Linked DNA regions of Mus musculus: region 2 is linked to region 1. A link is a contact called in public promoter capture Hi-C data. All regions are on one chromosome and are shown on one strand. The core of a region is the stretch at or near the end of the contact, and the rest is flanking DNA. Distances in the headings are between cores, read along the strand shown.

Region 1 (4,356 bases), core at 1,376-3,875:
AGATGCTTGTTTTAAAGTGGGACAAAATGCGTCTTCTCTAACTAGTATGAACCAAGGCTTTCCCCAAACTCTTACCTACAAAAGATGATTGGTAATTTAATGAACTTGGGCTGATGGTCTGTGAGTTAAACAACTTTTGTAACCCAGAAGGAAGGTGGTAGTGCTTACACACCAGAACTGGTGCGGGCAGTCCATACTATCTGACCTTGTGCTTATGGTGGCTGGGATATTCTTAACGTGGTAATCGGGATCCTCAGATTCAGTCGTTCTCTGTTCAGATGAGTCCCAACCATCTCCTTTTGCTCTTCAGTAGAACAAGTTGGTACGAACTACTCTGTTAAACTCGTAACTGTGCTAGAAAAGAGGCACATACGATACACTTAACTCCTGCTCCTTTCTCACCGTTCTCACTGGGCTTTCTTGTTTTCTTTCTCCCTTTCTCTCCTATCATCTCCCACCTTCTCTCCTCTCACCATCTAACTGTATCTCAGGCTGGCCTTCAGCAGTCTTTGTGCCTCTGCCTCCCCAGTGTTGGGGTCGTCAGCGCGAGTCAGTGCATCCAGCTCTCCTGGTAGGACCATTCTGAAGCTGTGGGCTTCTGTAGGCTTAAATGTGGGCCTTTCTTAAAAGCAGCTTTGTAAAAGTGTGGCTTAAATCAAGTGTGGTGGCTCATGTCTGTAACACTAGGATCTGGGAGGCTGAGACAGGAGGATCACAGAGTTTAAGGCCAGCTTAGGCCTTCTGGCTTGTTCCAAACAACCTGGGGTACGATGCCAGACACTGTCTTTAAATGTCCCCTTTGAGTTTATAGATTGGTTTGTTATCTCATAATCACCAAAGTCAAAAGACTGGGGTTTTATATGCCAGAGTAACACCGCCCGCCCCTTTGAAGTCAGCACCTTTCTCCCCATCCTTCAGCCTGGAGCAGCCTGTGATCTGGATTCTGTAGGCAGTTCATTCCTTGATGTAGGATTTCAGGCAGATGGACTCTTCTCGCATGGACTGTTTGGCTTCCTCCACTTGAATGATAGTTTAGAGATTTCTTCATGTTTCATGCAGTAATAGTTTCCTTTGTCTAGCCAAGTAGTATCCATTGCATGTGCATACCACAGTGCATTTGCCAGTGGTGGAAATGTGAACGGTTTCCCATTTTTGGTTACTATGAATGAAGTTGTTATGGAGATTTGTGTTTGTGCCTTTCTGTGTTTTCATTTCTCGTGGTTTATCACCCAAACAAGGTGGCTGCATGGTTTTATGTTCCTCTAGCAGTGTGAGTGTTCTTTTGTTCCATGCCTTCACCCACACTTGGGATTTGTCCATCATCTGAATTTAGCAATTAAGAGTGGATACATAGCAGCCTTTCGTAAGTTCTAATTTACATACCATATAATTTTCTCAGTTAAACTATACAATTTACTGCTTTTAAACATACTCAAAGAGTTGTACAGCCATCTCCACAATTTTAAAGTATTTTGTACCTGGAGTTGAAGCCTGCACCCTTTAGCTCTCACTCCCACGTCTGAAGCCTCAGCAGCTGTTTATTCACTTCCTGCCTTTATAGTTTTCCAGTTCTGGGTATTTTTGTATAAATGCAGCTATATAGTTTGGCAATGCCTGAAGCTGCTTCTTAGCAAAATCTGTTCTGTTGTCCCTTTTATTTGCTTCCTTTTTCTGATCAAATAGTGCTTGATTGTATGAGAGTATATGCATGAGCACACAGGAACACACACAACACACGCACAAGCAAAATGCTTATTGGACTCACAATTCCAGGTTATAGCATCATGGCAGTCATGTCACTGCAGCAGGTGGATGAGAGAATTGGTTCTGTTCCATCCATGGTCAAGAGCAGGGAACATTGAATGTACATGTGTTAATAGTACTCAGCTCTGCTCCTCCCTGTTTTATGCAGTCCAGGATCTCTTTCTCAGTGAATGGTTTCATCCAAGGCAAGATATTCTTGCCTTACTCTAGACAGTCCTTTACAGACATGCCTAGGAGCCTGTCTCCTGGGTGCTGAGCTGTTAGTTCATAGTAACTATCACAGGGTAGAAGGTAGTCAGCCCATATATGTGTACCGTGTGCATACGGTGCCCACAGAGGCCAGAACAGTGCATCATCCCCGGAACTGTACAGTTACACTATAGATGATTATGAGTCACCCAGTGACTAATCCAGGTCTTTTGCAAGAGCAGCACTGCACTAACAGCCAGCCGTCTCTCCAGCCACAGGAAATTTGTCTTTAACCAGTCCCCCTCAGAGTACCCTGCTCCCACAGGCAACGTGTATGCATCTTTTGCTCACAAATGTTCTTTCTTTTTATACCACTGTACAAGCCAGTGGCTTCTGCTTGCAGTTCTGATAGGAAGTAGGTAGTTGGATCTTGTGTCCACCATGGATACAGTTCCTGTCACATAGAGCTTTTTCCCTTCCTCCTGTGCTGCCTGCCATCCCAATGTCCAAAGCTCTTGGCTTCTAGTTATCTCACATGGACATAAGAATTCCACCCTGGTGTTAGGAGAGTGGGTGTTTCTAGGCACCCATGTCCAGACATGCTCACCTGCTCCTCTCTCTTGTGCTCCCCACTCCCGCTGGGGAGGACCTGGAGTCCTTGACTTCTGCACCTCTGCTAGGCCTGGACTTCCTTTTGTTTGTTTGGTTGGTTACTTTCCAGTTCTGCAGGCAGCTCTTACCCACTCCTTGTTTTCATTAGTTTATGTCCCATTTGTTTTCTTTTACTGTTATTTTATTGGGATCTGGTGGACGAAGAGAAAATCGTGCACTTGTTCTGTCGTTTAACCCAGATGACAAAACCTGTTTTATTCCCTAAACATTGCTTAGTTATTATCTCAGGGCCCTGTTGTGCCTACTCTGTTACTGTCAATCTTCAGTGGTCCCTTGGGTACTCTCTTGCTCCTGAAACCTATTGTTTGGGTGACCTATTTGTGACACTTCCTTCAATACCTCTTTCCTTAGATAGAACCTGCAGGGGCAGGAGGTCAGCTCTTAAGCATAGCAAAATGTCCGCAGGGAGACCAGAACTCTGTGTGATGGTCTCTCATAACTGGGGTTGTCTGCCTGATCTTTCTCAAAGCATTGGTGGTATGTAGGAAAGTTACTTATTTGGTTTTTATGTTGATTTTGTATCTGTCACTTTGCTAACATGTTTATCAGGGCATTTATGCTGGAGGCTTTATGGTTCCTTAATAGATAATATCTTCTAGAAATAAGAACACTGACTTCTTCCTATGCTACTTGTATTCTTTTTATTTACCTCTCTTGTCTTATTGTTCTTTCTAAAAGTCCATTCCTCTTTTAAGGTAGGGTCTCATTACGTAACTCTGGCTGACCTGGAACTTGCTCTGTAGACCAGGTTGACTATGAACTCACTCTACCTCTGCCTGAGTGCTGGGATTAAAAGCGTGAAGCACCATGCCTGGATTTATAGTTTGTATTCTTTCACTTGAAATATATACATGCTCAAGTGGGACTGGTTTGTAGGAAGATGGAAGTGTCATTCCTTCCTAGTGGATTGTGAGTGTTGTGAACTATCTATAGACAGATGGCAGCAGCCACAACTGCCAGAGAGGCTTGCTGCAAACATTGTAATTTTGTAAATATTATTATTATTATTATTATTATTATTATTATTACAAGTCATTCCTGTAACTTCAGTAACTGTTTAGAGATGGTGAAGCTGAGGTAGGCTGTATATGTGGAGATTCTAAGGTGGACCATAAGGACAGGGAGATAGGCTGGTAGATGTGGAGACACTAAGGTGGGCCATAAGGGCTGGTAGGTGTAGAGACACTAAGGTGGGCCATAAGGACAGGGATGAGCTAGATCGACTGGGGAAGTAGTGAGTGAGATTAGATAGAAAGGATGGGCCTGTGTCCGTGAGGATCAACAGGATAGATTATAGCTACAGAGGGTCAGTTAAGAGGAGGAGGGTGTGGAGAAGAGAGGAAATGAGGTAGGAATGAGAGGAGAGACTGGGCTATGCACAGAATAATTATTATCGTACACTATCAAAGTCAAAGCAAGACCATGAAAACATATTTATGCAGGACGGAGAGATGGCTCAGAGCACTGGCTGTTCTTATAGGGGACCTGGGCTCAATTCCCAGTACCCACAAGGCTCTACTCATAGCTGTCTCAGGCCCTCTTCTGGTCTCTATGGATACAATGCAAACAAATGGTGCACAAAAAACCATGCAGACAAAACACTTGTACCCATAAGATGAAATAAAAATAAATGTAAAAAGACATTTGTGGAACTTGAAAAACAAAGACAGTGAAAATACTGTTAGAATTATCATATATGTCAGTCAATGTTTCTGCCCTGGAGGGATGGGT
Region 2 (4,356 bases), core at 1,306-3,805, 95 kb after region 1:
TCTGACTCGTTGCCCAGCAACCAGGGACCTTGAAAAAGAATCATTGTTTGTGGGGGTCCTTGTCCTCAACACAGCCCTGGCCTGTCTCACCATGCAGGTGCCCAGCATGTCTGGTCCTTGTCAAGCCTGGCTGAGGTCATAGTAGAGCGCTTCTGGAAATGAGCAGAGGCCCCGAGAGCAAAGCCACCAGTACATCTTTGGCCCCTGCTTTCTCTCTTCAGACATTCAATTCCAGTTTATTCTTTAAAGAATGGGACGGCCTGGTGTCCTGAGAATCCATGAGAATTATAGGATGAGGACAGATTTGGAAAGAGGTAGAGAAAGATGCCAATGGAAACCCGCTTGGTTTAGGATCGATGTGTGTAAGTAAGAGGGGAGAGAGGGCGGTGTGTATGTGGAGGCACATGTGTGCTAGTCAGAGGGTACTGTTAGGACTTGGTTCTCTCTCTCTGTCTCATTGAGCAGGGTTTCTCTTCCTCTGCAGTGCTATCTGTTCTGGGCTAGCCGGCCTTCCCAGTCCTCTGGACAGCTCTGTCTCTGCCACCCAGCCTGTTTTACATGGGCTGGGGGCATCATGTTTGAGTGACCAGCGCTTTTACCTCTGAGCCATCTCACTGGCCTTCACGTGGCTTTTCTGAGGGATAAACCTTAGGGTTCTGTATGCTAACTTGTTCTGGTCAGGTAATGGCTGCAAGGTCTCAGACCTCCGGCTATGTATGGTGTCTAATAATGGCACCCTGACAGTCTAGACTTCTTTTGCATATGGCCAGAGGTGTTCATGTTCTAGTTTAAACCTATTCCATGTCATCCGTAAGTGAGCGGCGGTTGCCGTCACCTGGATTGCGAGCCTACGTCAGCCTCTCCGTGTCCTTCCTGGGGCTCACCCGTGTTGACCTGTTTATTTGGACCCTGCAGCTGTTTTCTCTCCATCCCTGGCCTGTTTTCCTGTTAGCCTCAGTCATAGGATGTCTAACTTCATAGTAGCACTTTTTAAATCCTGTGATCTTACACAGGATGTTACAAAGGTTTACATAGTTGTTCTGTGTCCTAACATTTTATTGCTTGTATCAGAAAAAAAACAAGAAATGCTGCATTGTCCTTACTGGATCTGTTGGAACAGCATGATAGCCAGTTATGTCAAAAGCTGTGGAATGTCACTTAACCATTACTACTTTATTTTATCACTTGGCTTGATACATGGATTGTTTTCTTTCTAACCTATTATATCCCTTCATGTTAACATTTTTTAACAAGGAGGATTAAATCTTGGTGCCTTGTGAACTGTGGAAAACGTGTTTCTTCATATTGTTCCTAAATGCCTGATGTTGTTGAAAGATGATAACCAAATAATTTCCTTACTCTGTTTTCCATGGCACGTTTTAATCTACTGTTTTCTCTATAAAATCAGGCTTTAGAGAGGCTCTGGAAGGTCGTTGTCACCATGCTGGCCTTGTCTCGGGCTTTAAAACCTGTGGTTTCATGTATACGAGACCTGTTGTCTTACGCTGAAATCTAGCACTTGGTCCTCTTAGCTAAAGCAGCTGATGCGGCGCTGAATACTGGGGTGGTTTACAGTGCGGACCCTCTTGTTTTTAAAGGATTAATATACCTCCGAGCACGATAATACTAACTTCTGAAGCTTCTACGAAGTATGATCTGATCAGGGCTCAGGAAGCCAACCTACAGGAAACTGAACACCTGACCAGATTCACTCTCCCTTGGGGCTCTTGGCTCTGGAGCATGCCCTGTCTGTGCCATTGCAGGCTGCCACCCTGCTCTGTCACTACTTCCGTTATGAATCCATTCCATAAACAGGAATCTAGGGTTAGATTTAAGAACAAAGTTTCCAGATCTCTGCTTCATGGTTTCTAGTTTTCAAATATAGAGAGCAGAACTTGGACATGAAGAATATTATCTAGAGTCTAGAAGAGGCCAATAAAGCAAAGGAAACTTTTCTTGGAGTATTAAGTTGTGGATAACATGCAAACAGATAGAAGGGCCCTGATAGAATAAATTAAACTTAGCCACAGCTGTGAAAATGAAAACCCGTTGGCTTCTCAAAGTCCTAACTGTTCTTTAACCCTGTGGTGCTGAAGCCAATCCCTTCCTCCACAGCCAGTGTCTGTAGCTTTCCATTGTCAGACTGTACAGCCAGCCACAGGCACATGGTGTGTTAGCTGCTGTACCCAGGGGTTTCGCCTCCCACTTACTTGGGCTTCCACATCAGTCAGTTTCCGAGTTTGTGCTGCTGTCTGGTTCAGCAAGCTGGTTCCAATCTCTATCATCACAGCTGTCTGGTTCTGCACCACATTCTGTTGGATCTCCACCATCTCCTTCTTCATGTTGTCCTGAATGTAATTCTCCAGCTAGGAAGGAGCACATGACGGTCATTAGTCATATGGCTAGAAGCCTGGTTCCTAAATATTTGTCATTTGCCTTCTTATCTAAAACATTATTTATTTACAGTTTAGTAAGGTGGCTCTGTGCCAGAGGCACTCGCTCTGTTGCTTGACCCTTGGCCTTTTGGACACTGATTTCCTTGAATGTAAGGTAGCAGCATTTCCAGGAGGTCAGTTGACGACCTCAAGGGGGAGGCCATGCCCCTGCACCATTGTGGATGCGCTACTCAGCGCTTAAATATTTGTTTTTCTTCTTAAAATGGTAATCCAGTAATGAAAGCTATTAATTGTCCCAAATTATAGCTCAAGAACAAAAATTGTCTTTATTCTTCCTGTAAACATATAGTGTTTTTACATTAAGCTGAATATGAGAGCTGTTTCTAGTGTCTTTCTTTATATTTGACAGTTTCTACAGAGGACCATTGTATTTACAGAGTCAGTCATCAAAGTTCCTCCTAAAACATTAACCGGTGATTCTATCGTCTGCCTTTAAGAGTTAAGGAAGTGGGGGCTGGAGAGATGGCTAAGATGGTTAAGAGCACCGATTGTTCAATTTCCAGCACCTACATGGCAGCTCACAACTGTTTGTAATTCCTGTTCCAGGGATCCAACACCCTCATACAAACATGTATGCAGGCAAAACACCAATGTACATAAGATAAAATAAATAATTTTTTAAAAATTCACCTAGTTGTTTGGTTTCTTGGGTTCTTTTTTGGTTTTTGGTTTTTTTTAAGTAGCAAAGTAGTTTAGGGGGAGGAGGGTTCTTCTCTGAGTGTTCAAGGGCTTCCTTGTGGGTGGGACCATATTTGTGTCCCATGACGGGTGCCATGCAGCCCATGGATTCTTAGTCTGAACTGTAATAAATTTGTGGTTCCCGCTGTGTGTTTGCTCTCGACATTGCCCTGTCCGTGGGCCTCCCACCCCCCACACAGTCTGTCTGGCTAGCTAGCACTCACTCCTTGCTGACCGATGTCCTTTGGTTATTGAGCAACTATTGACTCCAGCAGTGTGACACATTGTAACACTCTCTGGTCATTTATGAAAGCATGAAGGCGAAGCCTACACTACTGTAAAGCTGCAATAGCTGCATGCAGCAAGCGATCTGCCCTCGTGTGCTGGCCTCTGCTGACCCTCAGCAGGCCTGTCCCCAAATCTTAGTCTAGTGCCTTCCTAACAGATTCCTTTTCCCTCTGCTTTGGCTTTTGGTGAATTGGAATAGCCTGCCTATAGGATTGAGTGGGCAGCAGTTTACATGTATGAGACAGGGTCACAGCCAAGTCATCTAGAGCTTCATGCTTAGTTCCTGTCCACACCGAGCAAAGAGATGATTTACAGAGATGCATTCTAGGAGTCTCAAACTAGGAAGAGGCCGTGAACTGCAGTTTGCATCTATGCTCAGAAACAACAGTTTACAAGCCTAGTGTACACGAAGATCTCGGCTTCCCTCTTCTCATTCTAAAGCTAAGCTTGAAGACAAGAAATCCTAAGAGGTTAGAGATTGAGAGAGGAGGAGGGAGAGAGAGCCGTGGGCATGGATACCCTGCATGCAGTGCTAAGGTAACAAATGCTATTCCTTTTATGATACTCGAGCCTGTCAGTAACTTGAAATTTTCAGGGTGGAGAAAGTGACCCACAAACAGTAACATCATGTGACCCATTTTGCAAAGAGGGACTGAAATTAAAGTTCTGAGAAGCCATTGGCTGCGCTGCAGCAAGCCCCGCTGTAATGGTGAAGGTCTGTTTGTGGCGTGCCACATCTCGGCCACTCTCGTGTTTCCATGGGCTCTGAGTGACTGAGAGCTAGAGCACACAAGCCCAGTGTGAGCGCATCCCTGAGGCTCCTACGTATGCTCCAGCCAGAAGTGATAGAGCTCAGAGTTGGCTGGAGCCTTCTATGCCATCCTGGGTTTTGTGCTGCTTAAAAACAGACCGCCTCCACGCAGCTGATGGCCAT

Evidence for each region. Promoter capture Hi-C pulls out the DNA fragments that hold promoters and counts their contacts.
Region 2: a contact with region 1 is called in a promoter capture Hi-C map of the 3T3-L1 cell line, with 4 times the contacts expected there. The contact joins two enhancer-like sites. A contact is called at or near these places in 18 of 39 promoter capture datasets (the 3T3-L1 cell line, 3T3-L1-derived adipocytes, the C10 cell line and 13 more), 2 of 15 datasets of contacts at CTCF or cohesin (both in the NIH/3T3 cell line), 4 of 484 Hi-C or Micro-C datasets (the C2C12 cell line, brown adipocytes, female germline stem cells and 1 more), 3 of 115 datasets of contacts at active chromatin or transcription factors (the NIH/3T3 cell line, embryonic stem cells and pancreatic cancer cells) and 1 of 9 other capture datasets (embryonic stem cells).

What each region holds. Positions count from the first base shown.
Region 1 is chr8:18,617,151-18,621,506 of GRCm38.p6, forward strand. All of the region lies in intron 3 of Mcph1 (microcephaly, primary autosomal recessive 1), which reads left to right. Among named protein-coding and RNA genes, the nearest start is that of Gm25763, 5.2 kb to the left of the region's middle. Within about 2 kb of position 2,626, at least 122 of the 459 cell types and tissues checked have an H3K27ac peak or open chromatin away from gene starts, as enhancers often do. A contact at or near this core is called in pancreatic cancer cells, where this site is marked.
Region 2 is chr8:18,711,871-18,716,226 of GRCm38.p6, forward strand. All of the region lies in intron 12 of Mcph1 (microcephaly, primary autosomal recessive 1), which reads left to right. Angpt2 (angiopoietin 2) reads right to left here. Exons shown (of 9, transcript NM_007426.4): 2 at 2,211-2,366. Among named protein-coding and RNA genes, the nearest start is that of Angpt2, 28 kb to the right of the region's middle. Within about 2 kb of position 2,556, at least 12 of the 459 cell types and tissues checked have an H3K27ac peak or open chromatin away from gene starts, as enhancers often do. A contact at or near this core is called in pancreatic cancer cells, where this site is marked.